2 separate regions of the Danio rerio genome follow, and region 2 is linked to region 1. The links are chromatin contacts, called in public Micro-C maps. All regions are on one chromosome and are shown on one strand. The core of a region is the stretch at or near the end of the contact, and the rest is flanking DNA. Distances in the headings are between cores, read along the strand shown. Region 1 holds the start of hnrnpul1 (heterogeneous nuclear ribonucleoprotein U-like 1). Region 2 holds the start of exosc5 (exosome component 5).

Evidence for each region. A called contact is a pair of places that touch in the nucleus more often than the background predicts.
Region 2: a Micro-C map of caudal fin shows a contact between it and region 1, with 7 times the contacts expected there. The contact joins the promoter of exosc5 here to the promoter of hnrnpul1 in region 1. A contact is called at or near these places in 2 of 18 Hi-C or Micro-C datasets (caudal fin and an unstated tissue) and 1 of 4 datasets of contacts at active chromatin or transcription factors (caudal fin).

What each region holds. Positions count from the first base shown.
Region 1 is chr18:38,755,710-38,760,934 of GRCz12tu, reverse strand. hnrnpul1 (heterogeneous nuclear ribonucleoprotein U-like 1) reads left to right here and starts at 3,010. Exons shown (of 16, transcript NM_213271.1): 1 at 3,010-3,074. opa3 (outer mitochondrial membrane lipid metabolism regulator OPA3) reads left to right here. Exons shown (of 2, transcript NM_001080166.1): 2 at 838-1,931. The coding sequence ends at 1,169.
Region 2 is chr18:38,983,675-38,988,899 of GRCz12tu, reverse strand. It overlaps exosc5 (exosome component 5), which reads left to right and starts at 2,260. Exons shown (of 6, transcript NM_001045352.2): 1 at 2,260-2,393; 2 at 2,533-2,646; 3 at 5,105-5,225. The coding sequence starts at 2,264. It overlaps bckdha (branched chain keto acid dehydrogenase E1 subunit alpha), which reads right to left and starts at 1,959. Exons shown (of 8, transcript NM_001024419.1): 1 at 1,840-1,959. The coding sequence starts at 1,953.

The sequences.
Region 1 (5,225 bases), core at 1,761-4,260:
TATGAAGCTAATCTGTATTTTTTTTATATCATTTAAAACTCTTTTTAATATAGACTACTGGTTAAAAGTTTGGGGTCAGTTTTATTATTTTTTCATGTTTTTTGTTTGTTTATTTTTTTAAGAAAATGATTCTGTTCAACAAGGGGGCATTTATTAAATGTATGTAGTATTAAATTCTTATTTATATTATATTGTATGTAGTTTCAAATTAAATTAATACTCAAATCAATATTGCTTTTTACTATTACCATTAATAATGATATTAATAATATTAAAAATAATTATGTTTGATTTTAGAGTGATTTCTGAAGGATCATGTGACTCTGAAGACTGGAGTAATGAAGTCGAAAATTCATCTCCAAAATCACTGGAATAAATTATGAAATTAAATTATAAACTACTTTTAATTTTGCAATTTGTACTGTATTTTAGATTAAATAAATGCAGCATTGGTGATCAGGAAAAGCTCATTTTAAAACATTTAAAAATCCTAATCACACCAAACTTGTTTAAATGTTTAAATATGTGTTGTTGTGCAATGCAATCTCTCTTGTATATGTAATTTCTATTTAACAATACATAATCTCTTTTTCACATTTTAAATATGATAAACTACTATGCCTAATTTATAAGGCAGTCCTTTTACACACCATATTAATTTTAATATCACTGTAGTCTCTTCTTTTTTATTACCATAGTTTCATACACTCTTTTAAATACAACATTTATAAATATTATAGTGTAGTAGTCTTATCCTTTTCATGGGAGGCCTTCATACCTCTTAAACAACCATGTCAAGTCACTAAAAAGATCTGTCATGTTTTTTTCTCTCAACAGCATATCACTGGATCGAGATGAGAACAAAGATGAGAATTATGGGTTTCCGCGGCTCCACCATCAAACCCCTGAATGAAGACGCGGCTGCAGAGCTTGGAGCCGAGCTGCTCGGCGAAGCCATCATTTTTGTCATCGGTGGAGGCTGCATGGTGCTCGAGTACAGCCGTCAGGCTGCAAACTCCAGACGAAAAGAAGAAGAGCTCGCACAATCCATAACCAGCCTGCAGACGCAACTAGGAGAGCTGGCCCTCACCACAGAGACACTGGATGCCCAGATCAGAGAGGTTAACAGACTTCTGTTGTCTCTTCCAGCAGCCCCAAGTTCCAAATAACTGTGTGCATCACTGAATTAGGCCCTTTCTGAGGAGGATAAACAGACTTGTTAATAGGGACTGCCATCAGTTGTGGTGCAGCACTGCCATATACACGCATACAAAGTCTTGCTTAAAGGGATAGTTCACTCCAAAAATTAAAATTTTTACTCACTTTTTACTTTGTTGTACTGCTGTTGAACACAAAGGAAGACATTTTGAAGGCAGTAACCGCTGGCTTCCATAGTATTTTTTTGTTTCTTTTTAGGTTTCCAACATTCTTCAAAAAATCTTAATTCGTGTTCAAAGTAAGCAACAATCACTTAAAGGCGATTACATTTTAAAAAGCTGCTTGTTCAAACTACTTATTTAAAAGGTTAAAAGGAGCTGAATCAACACAATTCTGGAGTATTTTTGGGATAACTTAATTGTTTTAAAAAAATAAAGTTCAACCAACTTAAATTTGTAAAACAATTAAGTCAATCGATTCATGTGTAATTGGTAAGTAAAATAAGTTCATTTTTGGATGAACTATAGCTTTAAGTCTTCTTACACACACACTGTTATAAAAATAGAAAGAAAAAGAAAATAAGTAATACGGTTGTGTATGATGAACGTTGGCCATTAGGACGACATACTATCATTACTCATTACTGATTGGCTGAATGATCGTGTTATCAATCTTTTTTGATGACATTGTTAAACCATTGCATATGTTTGACTACTCATTGTTCTGCACTGTTCAGTTTGAATGTTATTTTATAACATTTCAGTGATTTTTTTTTTTTTTTTTTTCCAAAATAAATTGCCACAATTTACAGAGAGTGATCTTTAGTTTGAGCTTAAATGTAATAAGATTTTGAAGCTGGGCATATTGATGATCTGAACATCCGCTTTGTGAATACTTGAATGACAATATTCGTATGATAAATATGGATGTGTCACGCAGCATAAGAAACAGAGAGCTTATCTCACTGTGTGTGCTATCAGAAAATCCCCATTGCATTAAAAGACTGCTGTGTTTAATATGGCACGTGTATATGGGTGTATATGTATCATTGTAAAATAAAAAGTAAAATATTCTTGATTATATTAAAATTGTGAAAACAGTTTGTTGTTGTGATTATTTTTTCAACAAAAAGTTTTTGAAACACATTTATTTAAACTTAAAAAGGTCTGATATAGGCATGTGACGATGATTGTGTTCAAGGTATACCGCTGTTTTATAGGAAAACAGTATCTCCAGCAGAAAAAGATCCAAAGATGCTGTTTTAAATTGTAAAGAAATCTTTGTCTTTGAAGACAGCAGAAGTCAATGATTCATTTGAATCATTTAGCCTGATATGTTTACTGCTCCACAATATTTAAAATGTTTCTCAAAATGAAATATACTGTGTTTAAACTGAAAAAAGCTATAGTTTTTTTACCCTTACATTTAAAAAGGATGTATTTTAAATTGTACGTAGTGTATGTGTGTGAATGTGAGAGTGTATGGATGTTTCCCAGTACTGGGTTGCAGCAGGTAAGGCATCTTCTGTGTAAAACATGCAGGATGAGTTGGTGGTTCATTCTGCTGTGGTGTCCCCTGATGAATAAAGGGACTAGCCGAAGCAAAATGAACAAATGAATGAATTTTCATATAATTATTTTCTAATTACGTTGGCTAAAAAAACCTCCTCATTTAAATCCTACGATTAAATAATACAGAAATAGACTTAAATTCAACTGTAAACCATAGGCCTGCGTTGAGGGCAAAGACTGTTGAGAGTGTCGAAGGTCCATCCAGTAGGAGGCAGCACTCAAACACTATGAACAATATTCAGTGTGTCTCCTGCTGCCCCGACTAGAAGCCCGCGAGGTTGTAATTCTGTGTTTGTTTACATTACACAAATAGGCTCCTTCAATTGAACAATAGCCTTTTCTCTGGTAGGTCCATTGCACATTTTACTACCATTTTAGAGTTTGCATTAGGTTACAATAATAATATTAATGCATGTTCCGTTACGTTTACCCAGTTAGCTAAAATAACGTGTTCCCTAGATTGAGAAATCAGACGAATGCATGCCATTTCGCATTAATTCCGATCATAATTTGAATGTATGTCTTTGCTAAATTGCATTAGATGAGATTATTTAACTCTAATGCATGTGATAAGTAATTTAAACAACATGTATGTGCAGGAGATTTAACGTTAGCCAGTTAGCTGTGTGAATGACCCACCCTGCTGAACTCGTGCCTGTTTTAAAAAAATCATAGCTGGTTTCTTCCTGTGCGTTATTATCACGTTTCTTTTGTAACGTTACGTGGTCTAACATGATTCAAGTTAGCAATTAGCTGGTTGAAGATAATAGACTGGGGAACTATAAACAAACCAGCTCCCACTAGAAACATGAAACTGTTTCCAGTTAACAGTCTGAGCTAGTGCAAACTGAAAGACCACGTTGGGTCAGGCTGTTTAGCTGGTTAGCTATTGTAGTCACTGTAGCTAAAACCTAGCTAATGTTCTTATAGGGATTGTTTCATAAATGAAAAACTGCTGTTAATGTACTCACTCTCTGGCCATTCAGTGTTGGTGATTTTTTTTTTTTTTTTCAGTTGAACATTATACAGAAGCTTTAAGCTAAAACCTTTGTCCTTGGAGATTTTTTCGAATTCAATATATATATATATATATATATATATATATATATATATATATATATATATATATATATATATATATATATATATATATATATATATATATTCAATTCAATTCAGCTTTATTTGTATAGCGCTTTTACAATGTAGATTGTGTCAAAGCAGCGTCACATAAATGGTCATAGTAACTGGAACAGTGTGGTTCAGTAACTGGAACAGTGTGGTTCAGGTTTTAGTGTTTAAGTTCAGTTCAGTATATATATAACGTTATACAGGCAAATCAAATCAAAACGGTTTTTACAAAATGCAAAATAAAACTAGCCCGATGAAATCAAAATTCAAAATTTGCCACACTGCCCATTTATAAAATATGTATTCATGTAGGCTGCTATATGTAGGTGTGTGTGTGTGTGTGTGTGCGTGTGTGTGTGTGTATATATATATATTTATATATATAGGTTGAACGATATTGGAAAATATCATATTGCAATATTTTTTATTCTGTGATTATATATTGCAATATGAATGCAATTTCACTTAGATGAGTTGAATAACTATTTCGAAAGAATGTATAATTTTAGATTGATTGTGATATTTCTGCATAGGAGTGCATAAAATATAATAAACAATCTATAAGGATAGATGAATTTAATAAAGAAAAAAATTATATATTTTTTTATTTGTTTAATGAAACGTTTTATTGTTTTGGTTTTAATCATTCTCGCCTGATACTGCGTTTAATTTTTTTTATTTTTCATTTTTTTATTTATTTATTTTTTTATTTTTGCATGAACGAACAGCGTTACCACATATAAAATAATAATGATGATTTTGTGAATACCCATTTCAGGTCCACTATCTCTCCAGTTTCCCCGTGCCTCACAAAAGTGTTTTCTCAGTACCATCATCCTTGTACGTTTTTTATCATTGGTTAAATGTAAATTTATGGGATTGAAATATTTGAAGGTTTTTTTTATATTTCCATATATATCTATTATTTTTTTATATAAATTTAATTGATGCAATATGTCAACCTTTAACTTACAGAATTAAACAAAGTTGTGGCAAGTGAAGTAAATAAAAGCAGCTCAATTTGCTGGAAAATAGGCAACTTGGCAACCCTGATGTTGTTTTAACATTTAGCCTGTTAGGACTATTGTTTAAAAAAAAAAATTAAACAAAATTACAGCCAGCATCTTTGTGTTGCTTTTTTACTTGAATTGTTTACTTGCTACTTCACTCTGACACACTCACACTCAGAGTCATTGCTGAATAACCAGTCAGAGCAAATGACATGATGAAACCGTCAATCTGTGCAAGAATTCAAATATTTTTTGACTTATTACCTTTAATCCACATCTTCTGCACTCTGCTAATAGTGTAGGAAGAAAAAAAATCACTATTCAAGGTTTTGTCTAGATTCTATGTGATGTTGGT
Region 2 (5,225 bases), core at 1,011-3,510, 230 kb before region 1:
GACTGGCTTTACCCAAAGATTCCACACCTCAGGATCTTTTATGTGAATGACAACATTTATGGACTTGCAATGGACAGTAAGGAAAATGCCTTTCTAATTAACAACATCCTTATGCTTGGACAATTTTACATACATAAATCAAAATATTTAAAAGTGAAACCAATGTTTTGTGCTTTTTATAATGAGATTATTTCATATAAAAAAATCTCTCAAGATAATGAAAACAAAAAGTGCAATTAATCTTCTATTTTTAATAGAAATGTATAAATTATAGGAAAACCCCTGGTCCTTTTTATTTATTTTTTAAGATTTAGTTATGTTTAATAATTTACTTATAGATATTTTATATAACAAATTATTTGTTCTTTATTTGCACCTGTTTCCTTTTTTGTAATATAAAGGTGTATTGATAATGCCAAGTTGTACTTTACTATATGTTCAATAAAAAATAAATGAAAAGTAAAATTAACAAAAAAGTTGCCATTAAACAGGGATAATAAGAAGAAACTTGACTGTACAAAAAAAAAAAAAAAACAATACAGAAGCTTAGCTACTTGTCCTGATGGGTAGCTTTGTAGGTTATCAAGGTTTCTACAGGTTTCTCAAAGTCAAATTTAAGACTTTTTAAGACCTTTTTAAGACCCTTATGAATGAAATTTCAGACTTGTACAGGACTAAACCGTAAAGATTTGTGCTTGCCTCATTAAAAAAAAATCTAATTACTTAATACTTAAATGTGTCAAAACAAGCAAACCATACATACTTTTCTTTGACAAGCTTTAAAAACTTTATTAACCTAAATGTACAATAGTCTTTTTAAGGTCAGTGTCCCCGCCACATATGGTCTACAAATCCCCGGAGAACATAAAAAAGTTATTATGAGGAACCATATTGTTAAATAGAGTTTTGTTAAAAGTTTTATTGGGGTGTGTTATTGGTGAGTGTATACTGTATACAGGTGTTGGCCTGATTTGGGAAGCTTTACATGGATATTAGAAAATTACAACCTATTTGTAATGATTTAAGACCTACAATTCAATATTTCAGCAAATTTAGAACTTTTTAAGGACTAAAATTTTATTTTGAAAATGTAAAACATTTTAAGACTCTGTGGATACCCTGTCAAAGTAACTTCCCCAAAAACTGGCAGGGAATAAAGTGAATTACCCTAAGCTAGGGATGTACACTGCATAAAAAGTTAATTCTCTTTAAATTTGTGTGTATGTGGTTTGCATATTGATAAAGTCACATATTCGCATGAGAAGAATTTACTATCACCTGTAATTTAAATGTGCACAAGACATTAGCTCATAATTAAGATCCACTTTAAATATGAAACAATTTAATAATGCAAATAAGTTGTAAAATGTAAAGATTTTTTAATGACCCATAACAGTCAGGATTAGTGTTGTTTTTTTCATCCACACGCCCCCTTCAACTAGCCAATCAGCTCTGAGTATAAATCCACAGACATGTGAAGGTTGAAGGATCCATTAACTGTTACCTACAACAATCTTCAGACATCTGACCACTAGTTATTGCATTTAAAACAATCATGACCATGTGACATTGAGCACTATTTCTTTTGTAGGTCAGATGAGGAACACCTAACTTATACATTAGCATTTACATTATTAAGACAGTTCAGTAGCTTTTATGTTTGAAACTAGCATAAAACGTCTTTATACAGATGTTGTTAATATTAGTCTCATACAATTCTAGGAAATGTTTTCGGTCTCCCACGGCTACACACACTTCATACAACCTGAATGGCAAGTTTTGCTAATGTTAAAAGTCCGTTGGTGGCGTATATGCAGCTGCCATAAACGTAAGACTTACATTGACGCGGAATCCCCTTTGTTGGAGAAGCGTTGTTGCTTTTAATGCTGTGTTTTGACGAATTGCATGAAGCCCAATGCCATATAATTTCTTCACAGCTCTAGCAGCCGCCATCTTTACGTCAAGTGCGTGTCTCTAGCGTCTTTTCCCTCCTCGTCTCTGGAAATCCAACACACTGCGCCCCCTACAGGAAAAATGTTACTCCTCATTTTTACGGTTTTGTCTGAGAAATGTATCCTTTTATGTACATTTTAAATTTGATTGGGGTCACGGTAGTGTGTATAACTAAAAGGAACAAGCAGAAACGTGCTTATAAAGTCGCTATACATGTGTCATTACATCCTTAATTCCGTTAGAGGGCGTAAGTGCACTGCTAACATGTGTCATGTCGTCATTATTGTGCGCTCAAAACAATGACCCATTTATGGATGCGACGAGCAGATTGTGCATGAGGACCGAGATGGAGCTGGAGCGAAGTTGTCCAGTTTTAAGAGAATATGGAAGTGAACAGAGTTTGTTATCAAGACCTGACGGGTCGTCCACGTTTGTACAAGGTAATTTATAAATGTTTAATGTAATTTATTTCTTTACTCATGTCATAGCAGTTATTTATCTGTCAGGCCAAAGAATATCCAGAGATCTATTCCATTCATTTAAATATGTATCGTTTTGAATTTGTAAATGTGTTTTTAGGGGACACGAGTATCCTGGCTGGAGTTTATGGACCAGCTGAGGTTAAAGTCAGCAAGGAAATATATGATCGGGCAACTGTAGAGGTCCTTATACAGCCCAAAATGGGGCTTCCAAGTATGTTTTTAAACAGTTTTATTTGCAGCCATATTTTGACAGTAATTGCATTATTTATTAATATTTTTTAATAAAAACGTGTACATGCAAATATATATATTTAATCGCGTCATTGGAATGGAGTTTAGTTTTAATTAATTTAATGTTATATGTCATGTTATGACAATATTACAAATTTATAAAAAATTACCTTTATCTTCAACAAATCAACATATTTGAAAGATTTTTTCAACACATTTCTAAACATATTAGTTGTAATAACTCATTTCTAAAAATGGATTTATCTTATCTTTGCCATGATGACAGTAAATAATATTTGACTAGATATTTTTCAAGACACTTTTATCCAGCTTAAAGTGACATTTAAAGGCTTAACTAGGTTAATTTGGTTAACTAGGCAGGTTAGGATAATTAGGCAAGTTATTGTATAACGATAGTTTTTTCTGAAGATTATCAAAAACAAAAAAAAACAAAAAAAAAAAAAAAAAAACAAAGAGACTAATAATTTTGATCTTAAAATTGTTTTAAATAATTTAAAAACTGCTTTTATTCTTGCCGAAATAAAACAAATAAGACTTTCTCCAGAAGAAAAAATATTATCAGACATACTGTGAAATCTGTTAAACTTCATTTGGGAAATATTTTTAAAAACAATCAAATGGGGGTTAATAGTTCTGACTTCAACTGTACATTTACACTACTGGTCAAAATTTTGGGGTCAGTAGGATTTTTAAATGTTTTAAAATAAGCTTGTTCTGCTCACCAAAGCTGCATTTATTTAAACAAAAATACAGGACATATAGGACAATTGTGATATGTTATTGCACTATAAAATAATAAATTATATTTTATATAAAATCATTTATTCCAGTGATTTTACACATAAATTGTCAGCTTCCTTTAGTCTTCAGAGTCATGTGATCTTTCAGTAATCGCTCTGATATAAATTGTTATTATTATTGCTGTTATTATGGGGGTAATGGTAATAGTAATAAAAGTAGTAAAGTCTGGAATAATAACTTCATTTGAAACTACACACAATAAGAAAGCAGTTATTAATTAATTTTTTTTATTTTTTTTTACTTAATAAATGCTGCCTTGATGAACAGAATCATTTTCTTTAAAAAAATCGATATGAAAAAGTGTGTGAGATCTACATGTCTACATGTATATTCATCTATTTATTTTTTGCTTTGTATTATTATCATTGCACTGATGTTGGATTAACTTAAATCTGTCTGCATTTAGCATATCAGCTATAATGTGAAAGACTGATACAGATAATTAATAATTAAATAATAGAAACGCATTGCACATCTTTTGAACAATCTAAAGTTTTTACAAAATAACAAAATACAATATATATACAAATATCAGGCATGAATCTTTTATGTGCATTATGCCAGTTGTGCACTGGAAAAGCAGCTGGTGTGCACCATTAGTTTGGGTTAGTTTGGGATAAAACATCTTTCTTGTTCAAAAAAAAAAAAAAAGATTTAGTTTTTTTTTTTTTAAAGCAGAAATATGTATAATTTACAGATAGCAAACTGCACTGGCTTTTTTCGGTTATTTCAGGAAAGTTCTATTATAGCAAAATTGTTTAGTGTTATTAAAAGAAAATCCCCTAATCACCTTTGAACATTGTCATATTGCTTTTTTTTGTCTTAAAACGTGCCTCTCTTAAAATGTTAGACATTTGAATTTTGAATGGATCCAATCTATATTCAGTTCAATGAATTTAACTGAGTAAAAAGTAGCTTGTACTGTATGCAGATGACTAATATTTTGATATATTGGCATGCATTTCTAAAACATTTCATTGTTTCTTAAGTATGTGAAGTTGTTGGACACATTTCCTTCTGCTTTTTTGAATTGATTTATTCAAAACTGTTGGACTTATTTACAGTATTTAAGGCAAGTATGTTAGAAGTAACTGCAATTAAATTACCCATCCATGAAAAGTAACCTACTACTTTACATTTTCAGTACAAAAGTAATTACAGTAACACGTTACTTTGTAATTAATTACACCTAATATGTCCCAGACCAAACACTAGCCACTTTGTTACTAGTTACTAATTACACCCAATATAACACAGACTAATGCAACATAAATATGAATTGTTTGTCACTTTTTTATTTAATATAATATAAGAAACAATTACCTACATGAGTATAAACTGTTTAAAGGGAGTCTTAAAACTACATGTCAGGAAGAAAATGTTATGCCATAAAAAATGTGTGTCGTTTATGTAAATTGTTTTTATTTAGTCAGTGTTTTATTATTACTAATTATTATTATTATTAATGTTTAATAATACACATATACAGCTCATACTAGAATAGTAAACATAGTTATAATTGCATGGCCTGCACAGCCATGTTTCAGCATTAGGTGTCAGTCTGGTACAGTATTTTTTTAAACTTCCTCATACTGTGGTGCGATGTGTTGTGTTAGGTGTCCGCGAGCGAGCGAGAGAGCAGTGTGTCCGTGAGACTTGTGAAGCTGCCCTTCTGTTGACCCTTCATCCACGCTCTTCTCTCACGGTCATCCTGCAGGTCGTCCACGATGATGGATC